2 separate regions of the Macaca mulatta genome follow, and region 2 is linked to region 1. The links are chromatin contacts, called in public Hi-C maps. All regions are on one chromosome and are shown on one strand. Each heading gives the region's core, a stretch centred on a gene start, on an enhancer-like site or on the middle of the called end of the contact. The rest is flanking DNA. Distances are from core to core; before and after follow the strand shown.

Region 1 (4,505 bases), core at 288-2,787:
TTTACTCTGGCCCTTGGACTATGGAAACGTGGGAGGGGCAGGGGAGATGTGGGGAAGTCCAGGACTCCAGGAGGTGAAAAGGAAAAAAAAAAATGTACCTGATTGCTCCCAATTATGAGAGGATTGGGTGGGCAGGGGAACTCCTAAAATAATACATGACCACTTCCTCATTTCTGGGGAAGGAAAGGAGACTAGAGCAGCTGGTGCGCTCACCCCTCCCTAGTCACCTCCATTAACCACAGACTATGTAGCGCTGGCCCTAGCCTCTGGCAGAGCCTGTTCCTGGCCGAACTGTGGATACAGCTGGAGGGTCAGGAACTGTTACCTTCCTTCCCTTGGCATTAATAAATTTAAGTTAATCCTTTTCCACTCTTCCTTGGTTCTATATTTGCTCAAACCCAATGTGAGCATTGATTTTGAGTAGTTCATAGTGGGTAATTTCAGCACCACTTTCCTGAAGTTCAATACTATTCATACTAAGTTACCTTGGATAGAGCAGACAAGTCATCTGTACTCCTCTAAAGGGTATATATAAATGTAGACTGTCCAGCTGGCTAAAGGCAAGGGAATTATTTAAGGTAAATGCTAGGTAGGCAAACTTCTGGATTCAAACTCCAAGTTTTTAAAAGAGACGGGGAGCAAGAATGTCATCAGGAACCATTTACATTTTGTTAGTAATTAACTGAAGTAACGGTTATTTGGGGTAATCCCTAGAATAGTGTCAGTTTTCATGAACTGCAGCAAGGGGACTGGCTCACTGGAAGGATGCTGCCACGACTGGCTCAGGCGTTGGGGTTGTGGGAAGGAACTAAAAGTTTGTGGAGCCCCTCAGGTCATTTGTTTCCTCTGACTTATACTATCCCACTGCTCAGTTAAAGCTTGGACATACTATTTTCCTTTCGAAAGCTAGGTTCCTCCCCATAGCTTGGGTCGTAGTTTATCGCGAGGCTGGGTTCCATTTCCCTGGTATGAGTTCTCTGTCCCCGCGGCTCGACCCAGCATCCTGGCACCGAGGATCCCTCCAGCTCTGGGGCAGTTAAAGGCTTTTGCATTCCCATCATTTCCAGGAGGGGCGCATGCCCAGTTACACTGTAGTATTACCACTTTTATCCCACGCTAGATCCCGCTCTTTCCGCTCCCCCTTCCTTTGCAAATGGGGTGGAGCTATTACACCCGCGCGCGGCAGCTCTTGTGGGGCGGTGCAGGCACCACCTCCTTCGCTTCGCCTAGCGGCTGCCGCCTAGGCAAAAAGTCTTGAGGTCCTGGAAACCGCGGCTGGGCTGAGTTAAGGGCGGAGGCAGAGCGTCACGTGACGACGTCGATTCGCGTGCGGCAGTGGCGAAGTTGACAAGAAAACCCCGCGAAAATCGACTGCTTGCCTCGCACATTTTGTTGATTTTCCCCTGTTTTTCTTTCTGTCTTTCCCCCGCCCATCCGAAAGAGGATTGGGGGGAAAAAAAAAAAAAAGAAATCCCTAACGCTGTCGGGACCCGGAAGCGGAAAGGGCATCTTTGAGGTCGATACTTCCGGGTCATTGGGAGAGTGCGGGATTCCTGGGCCGAGAGCGGGTGGCGGAGCCGGGACCTCGCGTGATTCTCGGAACCCGAGGAGAAGCGGCGTCTGGGGCTATGGCTGTGACTCTGGACAAAGACGCTTATTATCGGCGAGTGAAGAGACTGTACAGCAATTGGCGGGTGAGGAAGATCCTGTAATTTTTCCTAGGGAGCCCCTTCAGCCATCCCATAATAACCCTGTTTCTCGGCGCCCTTTTTTCTCTTTCGGTCAGGAATTCCCGGGTTCAGTGCCTCACCCTTTTCGTTGCTCCCGAATCGTTCACCGGAGGCGGCCACGAACGCTGCCCCTTAACAGGGAATCCCTCGCATTCACCCTGTCCTGCGGCCATCACCATCTTCCCCGCGTGCCAGCCTTGGTCATGCATAACAGCACCTCTCGCAGTCTCTTCCCGCCCTAGAAGAGGCAACATCCTTCCCCCCTGCTTAGTGGTCACGTCTCGTTGCCCCTTCCTGCCTTGTTCTCACGCACCCACGCACTCGCTCTGTCCCTTCAAAACCACAATGTTCCACCCCTGGTCCCGCCAGGGTTATAACCGTTTTCGTAAAGAAGAGATGGAAGGGCAAGAAGGATGTCAGTCGGGCTCTTAGCGTTTATCGTTTGCGGGGCATTTCCTGGAGTTAAAAAAAGAAATACTGCTCACGCGCAACCGCCTCATGTTCTAGGCCCTGCTGTGGGTTACAGAGAGAGACCTAACGCTGAAAGCCTGCAGACATTAGTAATACCAAAACAAAACAAAACGATGCCTAAAACCTTATTAGTTCCTTGGTAGCGTATCCGGGGCACGTGTTCATTAAAAGAGCTGTGGCAGTTCCCAGTTTTTTAAAGATTCGGCAGTTTTGCTGCTTTAAAATCGTCCACAGTTAAAACTTATTTTTATGATGTTAACTTACTAATTGAGCAAACATTTGGTTGCATTCTGTGATGTAGTCTGAGTTGGCTAGCTTAAGTCTTGCCCCTGAACCCTGTCATTAAGGGAAGATACAACTAATAAAGATTTTTTTTTAACCTGAAAAACGTTTTGAGAAAAATGATCAGTTCTCATTTCAGCATTGTAAATAATTATCTTTCAAACTGATCATCTACTAAAACCAAGCCATTAAAATTGGTTGTTTCCTTGCCATTCATATTAAAGGTGCCCGTGCATGTTTCATCTTTTGAGGCTAAATACATTAAATAATTGAAAATAAAATTGATTCTCTGTTGCATTTTATGAAAAGCAAAAATAAGAACTAAATGCTAGATGAATGCTGAACATTTTATTTTTTAAAATTTTTTGATTTTCTACCAAATGATTTTTTGCACCTTCTCTCAGTGTCATATTATTATTTGAACATAATCTATGTTAGAAAAACATTTTAAAATCTTGATACTTTTTAATGATCAGTAAGTACTAAAAATCCGAAACCCTCTCTTCTACCCATAAACCCTGAAACTATAAACCTTTGATACGAAAATTGTTTCTAGTCTCAGTGATTCAGATTCATCAAATCATTTCATTCTCTGTACCATTCATGAAAACTAATCTGTAGCTCTAAATTCCCTTTCATTACAAATTAACTGTGGCCTGGCAAACCTAATATAAAATGATCGTCTGTAAATCCATGAAAGTTATTTCCCACCCACCGTTTTTTTTGTTTCTCAAAAATCACTGAAGTTTATCTTGGTCCTTTACTACCTTAATGACATCATCTTGGGAGAATGTTAGACATTGATAAGACACTGATGGTGTAAATAAAGTTATGCGCCAAGTCTATGTAAAAATGTACCAGTTAACAAAACCTGTGGATGAAAAACTTACTTGAATAAGACTTTTTATTAACACAAAAGACTGCTTTTGTGTTAATATGTCCAGAACCCACCTGTAGAAGTTCTTTGTGTATGCAGTCTTTTCAGCCTACAGTGCTTCCATTCTGATATACTTAATTAGAGATAGTAGTTTCCTGGGTTAAAGCTGGTTGTTTATCCTCCTGGATATAGCAGAAAGATAGTGGGATATATAGGTGTGTTGTATAACTTTTTTCTCTTTTACTCCTTTTCTTTTTTTAATGAGAAAACTGGGATTGAAATAGAATAAATTGAAGTTAATGGTAAAAATTCCAATCCTGCCTGGGCACCGTGGCTCATGCCTGTAATCCCAGCACTAGGCCAGGAGTTGAAGACCAGCCTGGGCAAGATGATGAGGCCACCATCTCTACAAAAAAAGAAGCAGCAAATAAATTAGCCAGGCATGGTGGTGTGTTCCTGTAGTCCCAGCTACTTGGGATGCTGAGGCGGAAGGATTCCTTGAGCCCAGGAGTTTGAGGCTGCAGTGAGCTGTGATCGTGCGACTGCACTCCACCCTGGATGAAACCCTGTCTTTAAAAAATAAATAAATAAATAAAAGAAAGAAAGAGAGAAATCCCAAGCCTTTTGCTTTCAGCTTCCATCTGAAAAAAAAAAAAAAAAAAAACAACTCAGTTGTGACTAACATTAACTAAAAAATGATTTGGGTTCCACACCCACTTTTTAATTTTAAATACTCTTGATTATAAGCCCTTAAAAGCTGTAGTAGTTGAACCTGGTAGTTCCAGCACTCCAAATACAAGTACACAGGATTGTAGAGAACTGATAAGCTACTAACCTTTTTCTTTCCTTTTTTAAAAATAAGAGTAGGAACTAACCTTACCTATCTGCAAGTTAATTTTCAATTAGGTACCTATTTTGAGGCTATTGCAAATAAAATATACTATTTATTAATTATAACTTTCATAACTTACGCCTAAAAACAATTGCAGTTATCACGTACTTTTAACTGAATAGAAATTTCAAAAGTATTAAGCCTTGTATCTAAGTAAACCGTGTCATTTTAGAGATGGGAAAATGGAGTTAGTCAAAAATCAACAAGAGACCTTTTACAGTGACTAGAATGTACTACTGTTTTATGACTCCTG
Region 2 (4,612 bases), core at 1,557-4,056, 90 kb before region 1:
TATTACTATTTTTTATAGAGACGGAGTTTGATCACGTTGCCCAACCTGGTCTAGAACTCTTGGGCTCAAGCAATTCTCCCACCTCAGCCTCCCAAACAGTTCGGATTAGTGGCATGAGCCACTGTGCTGGGTCCAGATTTAGGTTTTATATCATTTCTAAGTTTGCCACATACTAGATTCACACTTACCCTGCTTATAAGACTAATAAAGCAACAAAAAAGTTAAACTGGCGCCGGGCATGGTGGCTTATGCCTATAATCCTAGCACTTTGGGAGGCTGAGGTGGACAGATCACTTGAGGCCAGGAGTTCAAGACCAGCCTGGGCAACATGATGAAACCCTGTCTCTACTAAAATACAAAAAGAAAAAGAAAAAAGAAAAAAAATTAGCTGGGTGTGGTGGCGCACACCTGTACTCCCAGCTACTTGGGAGGCTGAGGCAGAAGAATCACTTCAGCCCAGGAGGTGGAGGCTGCAGTGAGCCAAGATCGTGCCACGGCACTGCAGCCTGGGCTACAGGGAGACTGTCACCTCCCCCCGACAAAAAAAGAAAAAAAAGTTAAACTAGCAACTACCCCTTGTCAACCCCATTTTCATCCATGAAAACGTTAGGATTATAGGATAAGCGCATGCGACAGCCACTGACAATTCTTGGTACAAAAAACTGATGCAAATGGTCCACACCACTTTTGAAAATAAATTTAAAAGTCCTCAAAAAATGGCACGTGGTTCAAGACTTCAGTTTCTCAAAGACAGAAATTTTTGTCTGTTCCACCGTTCTCTTTTGCTTCTCCTAAACAAGTGATACGTATCTATATTATGACAATATTTCAACCAGAATTTTTTTTTTTTTTTTTTTTTTTGAGACAAAGTTTCCCTCTTTTTGCCCAGGCTGGAGTGCAATGGCGCGATCTCGGCTCACCACAACCTCCGCCTCCCGGGATCAAGCGATTCTCCTGCCTCAGCCTCCCGAGTAGCTGGGATTACAGGCATGCGCCACCACCCCGGCTAATTTTGTATTTTTAGTAGAGACGCGGTTTCTCCATGTTGGTCAGGCTGGTCTTGAACTCCCGACCTCAGGTGATCCACCTGCCTCGGCCTCCCAAAGTGCTGGGATTACAGGCATGAGCCACCGCGCCCGGCTCAACCAGATTTTTTTAACAAATACTTTAGGGTTTCATCACAACCTTTACTTCTACTATAAAACAGCATAAGAAGCTATTATTACAGCTGTTTGACAGTTGGGGAAACTATGACATACAACGATGAAGTAATGTGCCCAACGTCTGAGTCACAGAAAAACTGAAACACATATCCTACTCAACTCTTTTTATGTTCTCTAGCAGCTATTTCCTTTCTTCCTGGCATTAGCAAAACAAGCCGACACTGTGTAGGTAAAGGTAACCACAAACTTTTTATTAAAGTAGTAAATTTAGGCCAGGCGCAGTGGCTCAGGCCTGTAATTCCAGCACTTTGGGAGGCCGACGTGGGTGGATCACCTGAGGTCAGGAGTTTGAGACCAGCCTGGCCAATATGGTGAAACTATATCTCTACTAAAGATACAAAATTAGCCGGGCATGGTGGCACACGCCTGTAATCCCAGCTACTCGGGAGGCTGAGGCAGAAGAATCGCTTGAACCCGGGAGGCGGAGGTTGCAGTGAGCCGACATCGCACCACTGCACTCCAGCCTGGGCGACAAAGCGAGACTCTGTCTCAAAACAAAACAAAACCAGTAGGAAATATAAATGAAACAAATTTAAAAAGACCCCTTCAACAGAGTTCGTTACAGGAATGAACACATGCTGTTCCACGGTCAACCCTCTGCTAGGTAAGCTCCTCCCCTCACCCCAGTTTCTTCAGCTGCTGAAAAATTTTCTTCCCACTGCGATCCTTTAAGATTACTGTAGTTATTTCTCCCCAGAAAAAGGAGACAATTTCACTGTCTTCTAATCCAGAATCACTTTTCTCTTTAAATAGGTTATCTCTTTCCAATAGCTTGCTTTTCTGATGACAGCAACTTCCCAAGACTTCCCCAGATAGTCCCCATAGGCTCTAGAAGCAGCTGCCACTTTTCTCTAAACACCAATTGCAGCCCTTGGTTCCCAGCCCCCGTCCCTGGAGTGCGTGCTCTCCTCCCCACCACCCTACCCCACCGCGGCCTCAGGCCCTCCCCCCGCGGCGTCGGCAGCTCGTGCTCACCTCGGCCCCTGACAGGAAGGGGTGCGAAGGCCCTGTGATAGTCAGGTAATTGTCATTTCCTCCGGGAAACTGGAAACCAAAAGAAAGCCGCGGGGATAAGTTAGGGGGAGCAGGGAATTAGCTTGGAGCGATGGCTTCTGACCCCGACATTCTGACAACACTCCCCAAACCCCGCGCTCTCTCCTCTCCCGTCAGTCGCCTCTCCACCCGGCTTCCCGTCTCTGCTTCAACCCGGTCGGCCGCGTTCTCTCGCCAGCCTTCTTAGCTATCAGGTTCCTACCTCCATCTTCACACAACCGCTCCCACCGTCTCAGACCCTCATCGCTCCCACCGCCCCCACTGGTCTCGGAACTGCCGTCACTTCCGCAAGGACGTGCGTTACTCTCTGCTCATTGGAAGGAGCGCCGTGGGGGCTGCAGCGAGTCAGGCGGTGGCCTATCGCCCCCTGGAGCTTGGAGGGATAATGGCATGTAGAAGTACTAGAGGTATCCCTGGAGGTGGCGTTGGGTACTCCCGACCTAAGGAGGATTTCTGGGGAGAGCAATAGAGACGTGATCTGGGCTAGAGGAGCCGGAGAGGGTGGGCGGCCGGGAAGAAGAAGATCGGTAGATTGAGTGGCTAGAGAGGTTGGAGGTAAGTGGCTGTAGAAGTCGGGCGGACCCGGAACCCAGAGGACGCGACATCATGACTTATGCTTATCTCTTCAAGTATATCATCATCGGAGACACAGGTAACCCTCAGGTTGTTCGCCTTCAAGGCTGGGGCGGACGTCCGAAGCTCCCAAATTGGGTGGCGGGGGCGGGGCTCACTTTGTGGGCTGGGCGATTCGAGACGGGCGGGGCGGTTCGGGGCGGCCAGGGGCGGGGCTCGGGGACCCCCCGCTTCTCTGGTCCGGGAAGTCCAGAGTCCGGGTAGTGTTCCAACGCTACGTGACTCTGGGAGCGTGTTTTCTCTTTCAGGTGTGGGGAAGTCATGTCTCCTCCTGCAGTTTACAGATAAGCGGTTCCAGCCTGTCCACGACCTCACAATAGGTAAGTGCATCTACTTGTTCCAGAACAGATAAAACCTGACTAGCTAAATTGCTAAAGTGGAAAGTTAGCAGCCTTCAGTGTTCAAAGTAAAAAGTTATCCCTCACTACTTTAAACTAGTCCAAAGTTATGTTAATGAAGTGGTTAATCAAACGTTGATATGTGGCGAGTAGTGTAAGGGAGAGTATATAATTGAAAGGTAACTTTTTGGAGTGTGAGGTAGAGACTTGTCATATAATTTTTTTCAAGTACAATTTTTTATGTTTATGGAAAATCCCACGAAAGCATAACTGCTTATTTGTAAACTCATCTGTGCTTTGCAGTAAATTAATACCAGCCTTACTTTTAAAAAGTAAACACCAATACATGGACATTTTTTATATTGGTGAAGAAGCAAATTGAAGAGTCATCCCTGCCTTAGAATTAATAGGCAAATAAAACTAAAAACTTTCCTTTTAAATAAAACAGTGTGTTAAACAGTTCCTCATACCCACTGGGGATCCTGGAAAATATTAACATTTCCCACACATTTGTGATAAGGCATAGCCTGAAGGGGCTTTTAGCTACCCCCTCTTCATTATCTCCATAACCCCAGTCCAAATAAACAACATATATGAAACTAGCTTTGTTGCCATGCAAATGCAGTTTCTAAATAAAACTCCTACATCCCCATTCTTACAATATTGCTACTTCCAAGTCACACCTGTGTGGAAATCTGAAGCTACCACTGTTCTAACGGATTTATTTAGAGTCAAATAATTGATGGGGTTAGAAAAGGATTTAGAAGGCAGTATCAACCAAAAGGTATTTTAAAGGGAATATTGAGTGAATTCTTACTTTGTGATAGGGGCTAATGATACAATGCTTAACAAGGCAACAATGCTTAATTGTTCCTCTGGCAATTATTGGAGATATAAAATGTATTGTTAAAAAAAATTAGGTGGGCGTTGTGGCGTGCGCCTGTAAGGTACATACTGGGGAGGCTGAGGCAGGAGAATCACTTGAACTCGGGAGGTGGAGGCAGTAGTGAGCCGAGATCGCACCACTGCACTCCAGACTGGGTGACAAAGCAAGAGACTCCATCTCAAAAAAAAAAAAAAAAAAAGTATTGTTTCTGAGAACCTATTTCTTAGGCTCTTTTCTTAAAGAAAAAAATCTGGAATTACAAAAAAATAAATATTGTTTTAAATAGAGACTAGAGAGTGACCGAGAAAGTGTCAGGAAGCATTTCCAGAATTTTTAGGAGTTTTTTGGAAAAGTTACAAAACTAAATGTTACCTAATCAAATTTAAGCATTAACTGACATTGCTAAAAAATTACCCTTTTAAATTTGACTTCTTAATTGGTTTTGTTTTCCCATATGTGCTTTTTGGTTACATTCCTGA

The links. Hi-C and Micro-C count contacts between places; a contact is called where the count stands out from the background.
Region 2: a Hi-C map of fetal cortex germinal zone shows a contact between it and region 1, with 2.7 times the contacts expected there. The contact joins the promoter of RAB2B here to the promoter of SUPT16H in region 1. A contact is called at or near these places in 2 of 14 Hi-C or Micro-C datasets (fetal cortex germinal zone and liver).

Annotation. Positions count from the first base shown.
Region 1 is chr7:94,245,648-94,250,152 of T2T-MMU8v2.0, reverse strand. It overlaps SUPT16H (SPT16 homolog, facilitates chromatin remodeling subunit), which reads left to right and starts at 1,537. Exons shown (of 26, transcript XR_013396071.1): 1 at 1,537-1,694. CHD8 (chromodomain helicase DNA binding protein 8) reads left to right here. Exons shown (of 37, transcript XM_077940586.1): 37 at 1-364. LOC144330159 (a long non-coding RNA gene) reads right to left here and starts at 1,946. Exons shown (of 2, transcript XR_013396075.1): 1 at 1,811-1,946.
Region 2 is chr7:94,337,251-94,341,862 of T2T-MMU8v2.0, reverse strand. It overlaps RAB2B (RAB2B, member RAS oncogene family), which reads left to right and starts at 2,806. Exons shown (of 9, transcript XR_013396072.1): 1 at 2,806-2,928; 2 at 3,158-3,229. It overlaps TOX4 (TOX high mobility group box family member 4), which reads right to left and starts at 2,523. Exons shown (of 9, transcript NM_001172413.1): 1 at 2,479-2,523; 2 at 2,199-2,267. The coding sequence starts at 2,484.